2 separate regions of the Drosophila melanogaster genome follow, and region 1 is linked to region 2. The links are chromatin contacts, called in public HiCAR-type maps. All regions are on one chromosome and are shown on one strand. The core of a region is the stretch at or near the end of the contact, and the rest is flanking DNA. Distances in the headings are between cores, read along the strand shown.

The links. HiCAR-type assays count read pairs that join an accessible place to other places.
Region 1: a contact with region 2 is called in a HiCAR-type map of the S2 cell line, with 2.8 times the contacts expected there. The contact joins the promoter of galectin here to the promoter of l(2)gl in region 2. A contact is called at or near these places in 13 of 107 Hi-C or Micro-C datasets (the Clone 8 cell line, the D17-c3 cell line, the ML-DmBG3-c2 cell line and 7 more) and 1 of 6 datasets of contacts at active chromatin or transcription factors (the S2 cell line).

What each region holds. Positions count from the first base shown.
Region 1 is chr2L:68,880-73,584 of dm6, forward strand. It overlaps galectin (galectin,), which reads left to right and starts at 2,878. Exons shown (of 4, transcript NM_001258884.1): 1 at 2,878-2,925; 2 at 3,071-3,202. The coding sequence starts at 3,134. It overlaps dbr (debra), which reads left to right. Exons shown (of 7, transcript NM_001258883.3): 6 at 1-1,670; 7 at 1,728-2,511. The coding sequence ends at 2,016. It also overlaps asRNA:CR44987.
Region 2 is chr2L:17,965-23,078 of dm6, forward strand. It overlaps l(2)gl (lethal (2) giant larvae), which reads right to left and starts at 3,412. Exons shown (of 10, transcript NM_164352.3): 1 at 3,385-3,412; 2 at 3,102-3,236; 3 at 1,916-2,056. It overlaps Ir21a (Ionotropic receptor 21a), which reads right to left. Exons shown (of 5, transcript NM_001103573.2): 3 at 5,030-5,114; 4 at 4,779-4,971; 5 at 3,859-4,723. The coding sequence ends at 3,955. It also overlaps asRNA:CR43609.

The sequences.
Region 1 (4,705 bases), core at 1,628-4,127, 50 kb after region 2:
CACATGATCTTTGCGGCGCCAAAAAAGAAAAGGGAGGATGAAGAACAATTTCTTCAAACGGCTCTGCCACAGCTAAAGAAAACTGTGCCAAGTCAATCTAAGACAAAGTCCACAAAACTCGATTTAACTATATCGGTTGATTCGCATGTTTCACCCCCGTCAACGTCAATTTCTAATGTTAAAAGCCTCACTGATGCAATATTCCTGGGAAGCGTTATTAGGGATCCAGACTTGTTGATGCTTATTCTCAAGGCTCTAAAATGGCCGGTGACAGCAGAAAACTGTGATGAGCAAATGTCCCGCTTAAAAAGTTCAAAGTTCGCTGTTATAATGTCAGACACAAACCTTCTTCAAGACACAGATCTCACACAACTTTTAGGTCCATATTTGGCCCCAATGCTGCCTGTGGTTCAGCAACAAGATCAGCATCCACTTTCCTCAGCTATCGGGTCTGCTTCTTCAAACCATTCATCGCAGGCGACTAAAGATGTACTTAAGCTGGCTGACTTATCTAGTGCAATGCCTTATAAACTTCCACCAGAAACGTCGGTTCAATTAGTGCCTTCCAGTCCCACGGAACAGGAACCGCAGCCTGTGCGTCACAAAAAGGCGGTTAGCGTGCCAACTGTCAAACGCCATCAACGAAAGATGCGTGCCCTTGATTTACCTGCTGTTGACAAGACGCGCCGCATAATTTCGTTATCGACTTCAAAGGCAGCTTATGTCAGCAACGAACTGTCGAATATCAATTCTGTGCTTTTTTCGCAGTTCGAATCAAATCCGGCCGACGCTATTAATGAAGCGCTTATCTCACTCCTTAAGCAGCAACAACAAGAAACAAAAGACCAGCGAAAAACTCGTCAGAGTTGTATTGGCTCTGACAGTGCAGTTAATTTAGAAGACATTGTACTGATCGATCCCCAACCGCCTCTTGCAGTCGATCCGCATAATGTGAAGTACCTTGAGGATGACTACGTCTCTCCGCAGTCCCAGCCCGGATCCCAATACAATTTTAAAAGGCGCAAAACAGACATTCGGTCATCAGAGCCGTCTGAAGTCGTTGTGCTCGATAACAGCGGATCCCCAAATGAAAAGAATTCAAAAGAAGTATTTCCAAGTACGAAACAGACTTTATCCAGAGAAACAAAGAAAAGTGCGGTAACTGTTAGAAAAGAATCTTTGGGTCAGCTAAAGCAGGCACCCACAAGTACCGTCCCGGAAGACATTTGCGATCCTAAAGCCAGAGCCATTAATGCGAAAGAAAATCCCGAAGTGTGTGAACCAGTCCCGGACAATGGAGGTAGTGACGATATTGATGATAGCAAAGCAGGCTCGGTATCCGTTCGGAAGTCGGAAGTCAAAGCTGCGCTTGGACAAAAGCTTTTGGAGGCTATTGGACTTTCTCAGTTGGGAGCCGATGCAGCGCCTGAAAACTCCCGCGACACTCTTAGAAGTGCGTTAAAGCGCTCTATAAAACAGGCCCAGGAGCAACAGCTTCAGCTGAAGCGAGGCAATCATGAAGAACCTGTGAAGCAACTTGCCGATTCCACAACCAAGCTAAGTGCAGCAGAATCGGCAGATGAGCATAAAAAAGCAATTGCCGAGCGGGAGCTGGCCCTGCTGAATCGTGGATTTAAAGCAGGAGAAGAAAACACGATTTCCCTAAAAGAGTGAGTTGTAGATTTATTGATACGGACTTTATTTAAAATGTTTACCGTATTTTTTAGTGATAAGTGGGAGCGAACTGATGTTAGTTCTTCATCATCAAGAAACCGCCGAGGACGTAAATCAAAGATTGATTCCAACGTCGAGGATTTTGGCGATGAAGAAAAAAAAGACTCTAGATGGGATGAAGACGATGACTTGCCGTTAAAGGCAGATACGGAAAAACCTTCAGAACGGAACAGCACCAACGCCCGACCGACCCGTACTAGCAAAACGTTATCAAAGTATTATAAAGGACCAACTTCTAAATCACATCATAGCATGGGTACGCGCTCGACACGACAGCGCTGAGATATGCTTTATATCCTTCATATAAAATATGTGGTTTTATTTTGGAAAATATTAAATACCTATTTTACGTCCCTCTAAGATGCACATGTAATTGTGTACAATGTATACTCCCATTTAAAAACTAGTATAGTTGTATTAACTTTATTAAAAGCAATGGCTGGAGTCTACACACGAAAATAAGTCAAGAATAGTACAACTATTTAAAGAATAACACGATTTGGTTGAAAAAATTTCCTTACGTATGTAAATCGATTAATTATTCAGCGCTTAAGTTTTCTTTTGGGTTAAGTTTTGAACATATAATGTACCTTCTGGTGTATGTTAACATAAAATCCAGAATATGCCTTTAGACAGCAGAACGGAAGATATTTATTTGGTTTACAGTCTTGAATCTAAGCTGTATTTTTGTAGTTTTAATTAAACTTTTGTTTTTAATAATAACGGTACCGAAAAATAATTTTAAATAATGTAAATAAATAATGATGCTGAAAATTTAACAATTGCAACGTCTTTTCTAAACATCATCTTAATTGATAGTTCACAAACTTATTTAAGTTCAAAAGCAGAAAGAATGTAAGCTTCGACAGGTCATTTCGATCATTAATAACAATTTGATATACACCACTTTTGTATATGTTTCGGTAATGATAAAATCGGTTGTGATATATCTGCTTTAGAAACAGCAGGAAAATGAATGAAAACAGCTAATAGGCAATTGCCTTAAAAACTTGCACATACGAATGTAAATATGTATGTACATATGTACATCAATCTCTTTTTACAAAGCACACAGCGCGAGGTCTAATGGCTGATTCAGACAATGATAATGTGCAAAACAAAATATCAGTTTGAAAAGCTTCGCGACGTGTGGCGGTTGTTGAAATCGAGCAAGTCAAAATATGTACACATGTAGGTTTATGTGAACGCCCCAGTGATTCTAAGAATGAAGAACATATACTTGTTCAATAAAATATTGTTTTTATTTAATTATTAGCATCAAACTTTTAACGTTAAAAAAGGTCTTCTTAGCGATTGGTAACATATTATTTTTCAGCTATCTAATGAACAATAGCAACGTTTTCAACTGTTCCGAGATCAATTTATTTCCATCATACAAATGACTTGCTGCTGTGGAAAGCAAAAACGAAGCCAGGATGAAACCTATCAGAGGTTTAAAAATGAGGATGTAAGTTTGTCGATACTAATTGCTTTGCATCGTCAACTTTATGGTACATTAATAGCCAAAAAGAACTACCACCGCTATCGAATACGACAGACAACGCCTGTACTAATACATATGAATGAAGAATATACATACTAGAAAAGTTTCTTAATGTAGATACATATGTATAGGCGCACCTACGCATGACTAAATTTGTATGTGTAGACAAACAATGTTATCAGAATGCAAAAGCTACATATCTCGGGGTTGATAAAAAGTATTGAGCTATAGGTGGCCTCGGTCAGGCCGGCATAAAATCAAATTCCAAACAGTCCGCTCACAAACCGCTGCTAAAGGCACACGTATTTTGGCTTTCAGATGCATACATACATACATGTGTATGTATATATGTATTCAGCCAAAAAAAATCTCGTACATTAAAGCGCGCTGAATTGCACCAAAAGAGCGAGAGAGCGTATAAGCTCCGTGCTCAAAACCGCATTTGCATCGGGTAAAATCGGTAACCCCATCTTTGCATAGTCAGTATGACGGCAATAATACTCCTGGCTTGCCACTCGGTTCGCGAACTCGTCGATCTGTCAGATGCTCTGTGGCAGAACACTTTTAATATCGAACGAAGTTTAAACTATTATCGCATCAAGCGCCGTTTGGAACTGTTTCGATTTCATTGCCGCGAGCTTTGGTTGCGTCAGGTGTCAAAAACATCCGATCCAATGCATCGGAAGGCAGGCATAGATTTTGCAGCCATTGAGGCGGGTGCAGACTGTGTCCTAAATATGGATGCCTTTGACGATACGACAACGGAACTACACAAGAGGTTTTTACAGGCGGAGGGCACAAGACCCTTTCCTTCGGATTGCATCAGCGGCATCGAGGTGGTGGATGGAAATGAATTTAAAGTGCGTAATCGGGATACTATAGCGCAAATACTGAGTGGTTTAGTGATAGTGCTTAAAGTGTAAACATGTGTTTGTACGCATCACGTACAAATGTTTTTCTCTTTTTTCGTCTTTGTTTTGACATTTAGCGTACTCCGCAGTAATTCCCCTATTCGCGTTGTGGGGGAGCTTTTAATAGCTGTTCGCACAGTCGCGGTCGGACAGGGTGGTTTCTTTAGCGCTGACACCAATTTAAAAAAACTCCACACTGACGCCAATATACACAATGGCGCCACTGTTGTTTTAATTAAGTTCAGGCACTTCACTATGTAGTTTAAATGAGTTGTGTATAATGGCGCCACTGCGATTTTAAAGCAGGATTGGTGTCGCCAGTGCAATGTGTTTTTAAAGCTTTTGTGTATCAAAGCGATAGTTTTCCAAAAGCTGTTTATAGAACTCGTTGATCTGTCAGATGTTCTGTGGCAGAATACCTACAAAATCGAGCGAAGTTTAACTGTTTGGATTTTATTGCCGCGAGCGTCAGCCCTCAAGGCATCGGAAGGCACACATTGATTTTGCAGCTATTGAGGCGAGTGTATACTGTGACCGAAATATGGATGCCTTGGAC
Region 2 (5,114 bases), core at 2,162-4,661:
AGTCAACTGTTTCCCAAATGTATCTGCATAACAAGGTGATGACCTAATTTTGAGTACATACCGATCTTTACAGTTGACCAGCTTTGCGATTGCATACCGGTATCTGTTTATTCACATATACACACACAAATTGCGTGTTAGACAGACAGCAAAATGACGACTGTTAACTGTTGGCGTGGCTGACTCACCGACTACGCCTCTATGCTAAGAACATACATATTTGTGGACACTTTATTTAAGAAGTTTGAAATATAAATCAATTGCCTAATCAGTAATACTGTTGTTGAGCCCTTTACCTTTATGTATTTCCGTTTGTACGGTTAAGGCGGTGGCCGAGTAATTTTTTGAACTATTTTATTTGCTCACCAACACGCATAAGTTTGTATGTATTCTTATGTTGAGAAACGCCCGCACTGTTCTTCACATCGTTGCTTTAAATGAGAATAAATGAAATAAACGTGTCAACCAAGAACACACAGATAATAATACGACCGGTCAGAGCTTAACCGTGTATCTGTTTTATAAAACGTGAACAATATTATTAGCCCAAAACGATATGCGCGTCATTTTAACACACACAAAGTCGCGATCGGTGGGTCTAGTGTGCCCGTGTATCTCTATCGAAAAAATCATATATTTTTTAGAAGGTATATTTTCCATGACTGACTGGAATGGGTGGAGAACATCGCTTTGGGAGTGAAACTCCGCTATAAATTGTCATTTGTTTTTATAGCAACCTTTTTGATATGGTCGCCAACTTTTATATAATTATAATAATAATTTTTGTAATTAATCACCGCTGTCGCACGAAAAATTTAGGAAATGTGCCAACGAGCGGAATTTTTCGGAACGATCGATGTTTTACCATAACCTGCTATATAAATTGTGAACCACATTTTCAACACAAAACTAGATGTGCTTCATTTATAACGCAATGTCGTGATTTTGTGGGCAGTGTGACCATGTCCAATCTGCGTTCAAGTAAAACCATATTTAGTGACACAAACTTTCCATTACAAAATACCAAACAACTTTAAATTTGTTGTTGCATCAAACTTTTTCTTTCTATACATATAATATTGCGGGTGTATTTGGATTTCTAACGCAGTTACAGGCGAATAAACTCATTTTCTTTTGACTTTAAAATCTTATCAATTTTACGCCGTCTATGACATACTTATTTTGTACCTGAAATAAGGGTGTTTGTGAAACCAAGCCACTTACCCAACCCATTAGGTACATAAACGCAATCTTATCAGCTCCCCCCTCTTTCTGGAGCTGGATGGCGATTACCTCTGACCTACTTTTATTTGTTGAATAACATGTTTATACTAACATAGGATAAAAAAAATTTCATATACGTATATTTATTAAACTATTATGGTAATAGGGAAACATCTATGGTATATTTAATTCGAAAATATTTAAAAGGAATGGACAACATTACGAGCACAACGATATAATAGAATTTTTAAAGTAGCCAATACACAAAAATATGCTGTGGAAAAAGACACTCACAAAATCAACCAAGCTTCAGGTACCTCCTCATATTTGGCACCGCATAGAAGGAGTGCACAAAAGAAACGAGCAAAAAAGCACCGTAACCTTTTTTATGCGGTGCTTTGTGGCGCGAGTCTACAAAATACTGTGTGTGTATGCGGTTTACTTGTAGTTGCGGTGGAAAAAATTTACCTAAATGTTAATGCCCAAAAGTATGCACATAGGAGAAGACATAACAAAAGATTCAAAAGGAGGTATTTATTTATTCCTCATAAATTATAAGCTTTCTTCTAACTTCCATAAAAATGTATTTACCACCCAAGATCAAAATAAATGACCCCACAAAATATACCAATCGGCTACAAATACTTAAAAAAAAAAAAATAGAACGGAAAGAGAAAATTGTTTGTTTTACCTTACGATGTAGCGTTGTCTGTCAGCACTGGGCTGCTGCCCTTTTCCTCTGATAAACTTTAACATGATTGGTTATGCTCTTGTGGTGGTTTGGTTTTGATGAATAAATAAGTATATTAATTGTGGCCGAATTTATTCTAAACTGAAAATAATAATAAAAATTAATCAAATTTTCAATAAGTAAAAAATTAAAAAGGAACTTGTATATTTTTTCACTCTTATGAATAAAACCGAGAATTTAAATTTAGGTAATACTATTAATACCTTTTATAGATACGGACGATACGTTTAATATTATTCTGGTATACTTTAATCAAAATTTGTTTAACAAAAAGGGTTTTACATTCTTGAAGTCATAGGAAAATCAGTGGACAGATAGATCTTGGCTCCCAAGATTTTCCAAACTAGTTGTGCTTATTTTCTTAAAACTTCAAAGATTTGCATGTAGGCAGTTTAATAAACATGTTTGTACATATGTATATGTACATTAGGAAAAATGAAATGATGAGCGATCTGTACTCTTTGCAATGTGTATGTATGTACATATGTACCTCCCTTTAATGAACTAGCAATTCCGTCACGCACACGAAATATTTTTTTATTTGTAAATCTTTTTTAAAGTTTGTTTAAACAATTTAGTTACTATTAAAGCTCTAAAATTCATAAATAAATAATAATAAATGTATTAATTAGGACAAAAAACAACTTAAAACATATACGTTTATTTTTGTAAAAGCGTTTTAGGCAAACGCTAGCTGGTCGGTACTAATATTTTTTCTAAGACTGTATACCGTATACATACATTTATGTACGTAGGTATGTATCCGTGAGTAAGCTGAGGTGCAAAACCGTATCACCATTTGCTTTTCGGCTGATAACCAATACCAAGTAAGTCAACTGTTTCCCAAATGTATCTGCATAACAAGGTGATGACCTAATTTTGAGTACATACCGATCTTTACAGTTGACCAGCTTTGCGATTGCATACCGGTATCTGTTTATTCACATATACACACACAAATTGCGTGTTAGACAGACAGCAAAATGACGACTGTTAACTGTTGGCGTGGCTGACTCACCGACTACGCCTCTATGCTAAGAACATACATATTTGTGGACACTTTATTTAAGAAGTTTGAAATATAAATCAATTGCCTAATCAGTAATACTGTTGTTGAGCCCTTTACCTTTATGTATTTCCGTTTGTACGGTTAAGGCGGTGGCCGAGTAATTTTTTGAACTATTTTATTTGCTCACCATCACGCATAAGTTTGTATGTATTCTTATGTTGAGAAACGCCCGCACTGTTCTTCACATCGTTGCTTTAAATGAGAATAAATGAAATAAACGTGTCAACCAAGAACACACAGATAATAATACGACCGGTCAGAGCTTAACCGTGTATCTGTTTTATAAAACGTGAACAATATTATTAGCCCAAAACGATATGCGCGTCATTTTAACACACACAAAGTCGCGATCGGTGGGTCTAGTGTGCCCGTGTATCTCTATCGAAAAAATCATATATTTTTTAGAAGGTATATTTACCATGACTGACTGGAATGGGTGGAGAACATCGCTTTGGGAGTGAAACTCCGCTATAAATTGCCATTTGTTTTTATAGCAACCTTTTTGATATGGTCGCCAACTTTTATATAATTATAATAATTTTTGTATATATAATCATAATAATATCATATAATAATCACCGCTGTCGCACGAAAAATTTAGAAAATGTGCCAACGAGCGGAATTTTTCGGAACGATCGATGTTTTACCATAACCTGCTATATAAATTGTGAACCACTTTCTTAACACAAAACTAGATGTGCTTCATTTATAACGCAATGTTGTGATTTGTGGGCAGTGTGACCATGTCCAATCCGCTTTCAAGTAAAACCATATATTGCCACAAACTTTCCCATACAAAATACCAAACAACTGTAAAATTTGTTGTTGCATCAAACTTTTTATTTCAATACATATAATTTCATGTGCACTAAAGTGATTATTTTGTATTTGCATTTAAAAATTTCTGTGATTAATTGTCAATACGGAATGTATGTGAGGAAGGATTGCCGTCGTTATCCATCTGGTCCATAAATTCGTCTAAACGCTGCAGAGATTCAAGAGCTTCCCGAGATTCTTCGTCTTCAATATTATTTAATTTTGCAGAACTGTTTGGAAACTCAGTGTGGACGATGTCTAGCTGACCATGATCTGTTTCAGGTGCCCCGTAGCTTCCGTATATTTCCCGAAGCGTTGCGCGGGTAAGATTTAACTCGCGCATTCCAAAACTCATTTTTTGAGCAACCTCAGCAGCCTCGCGTCTATTGGCCTTTCGCTTATCATGGGAAAGTTGCTCGGCATTAGTGCGAAGCATTGACCCACTTGACGCCGACGACCAAGAGGAGGCGGCCGACTTGCGGGAGCGCTTGATTATTTGGCGGCACTTGTTGGTAATCCCACCGACGATCTCGGATACCAGGGCTGTGGCTCCTAGAAAGTAGCCCAGTGCCATGAGCAGGAACATTCCTTCTGTGTCCGCTGTAGTCAATTGGCGCTCTTCCTGAATTATTTCGCGTAAGGAATTCGAAGAACTTGCCTGGAGCAGGCGTCCTGAAGATGATCGCTGCATGACCCAGCTTACCTCGTTATTGATTTTTGCAATAAGACCACTTTGCTGGGCAAGTAATATCATCGAGTCGATTTTGATTTTATACACTGACTCTCGGGGAAACAGAAATCCTATTTGGAAAAGAGCAAAACACTCTTCACTCAAATGAAGCGCCGATCGGCGGGAAATATTTCTAAAAGAGGATATCGTTTACGGTGGGAAGATTAAAAATAAAGGATCGATCTTACTCATCTGAAAAATTTGACTGCACCAGGTATTCGAGCTGAGCCTTTGAGCCAAGAAAGGCATAGTTCCAAAAGAAGCTCTGGGTAACGTTGCCAATGCCCTCATCTACGGACCCGACAAACTCCATTTTCTTGTACAATCTAGACGTCGGTATATGGGTCGAGTTCTGGAACCAGGTCTCCCAGCCACCATTGTCTTTAAGTAAGAAGCCCAAATATTATATACAAATGTAGCGAGCCTAACCTTTTCTTACTCAGGGTTCCAACGCGAAAGAACAATCCCAGCAGATCCAACACAGAGTCAACGGTGTCCGGAAAAGCTGGCAACGTTACGAATGC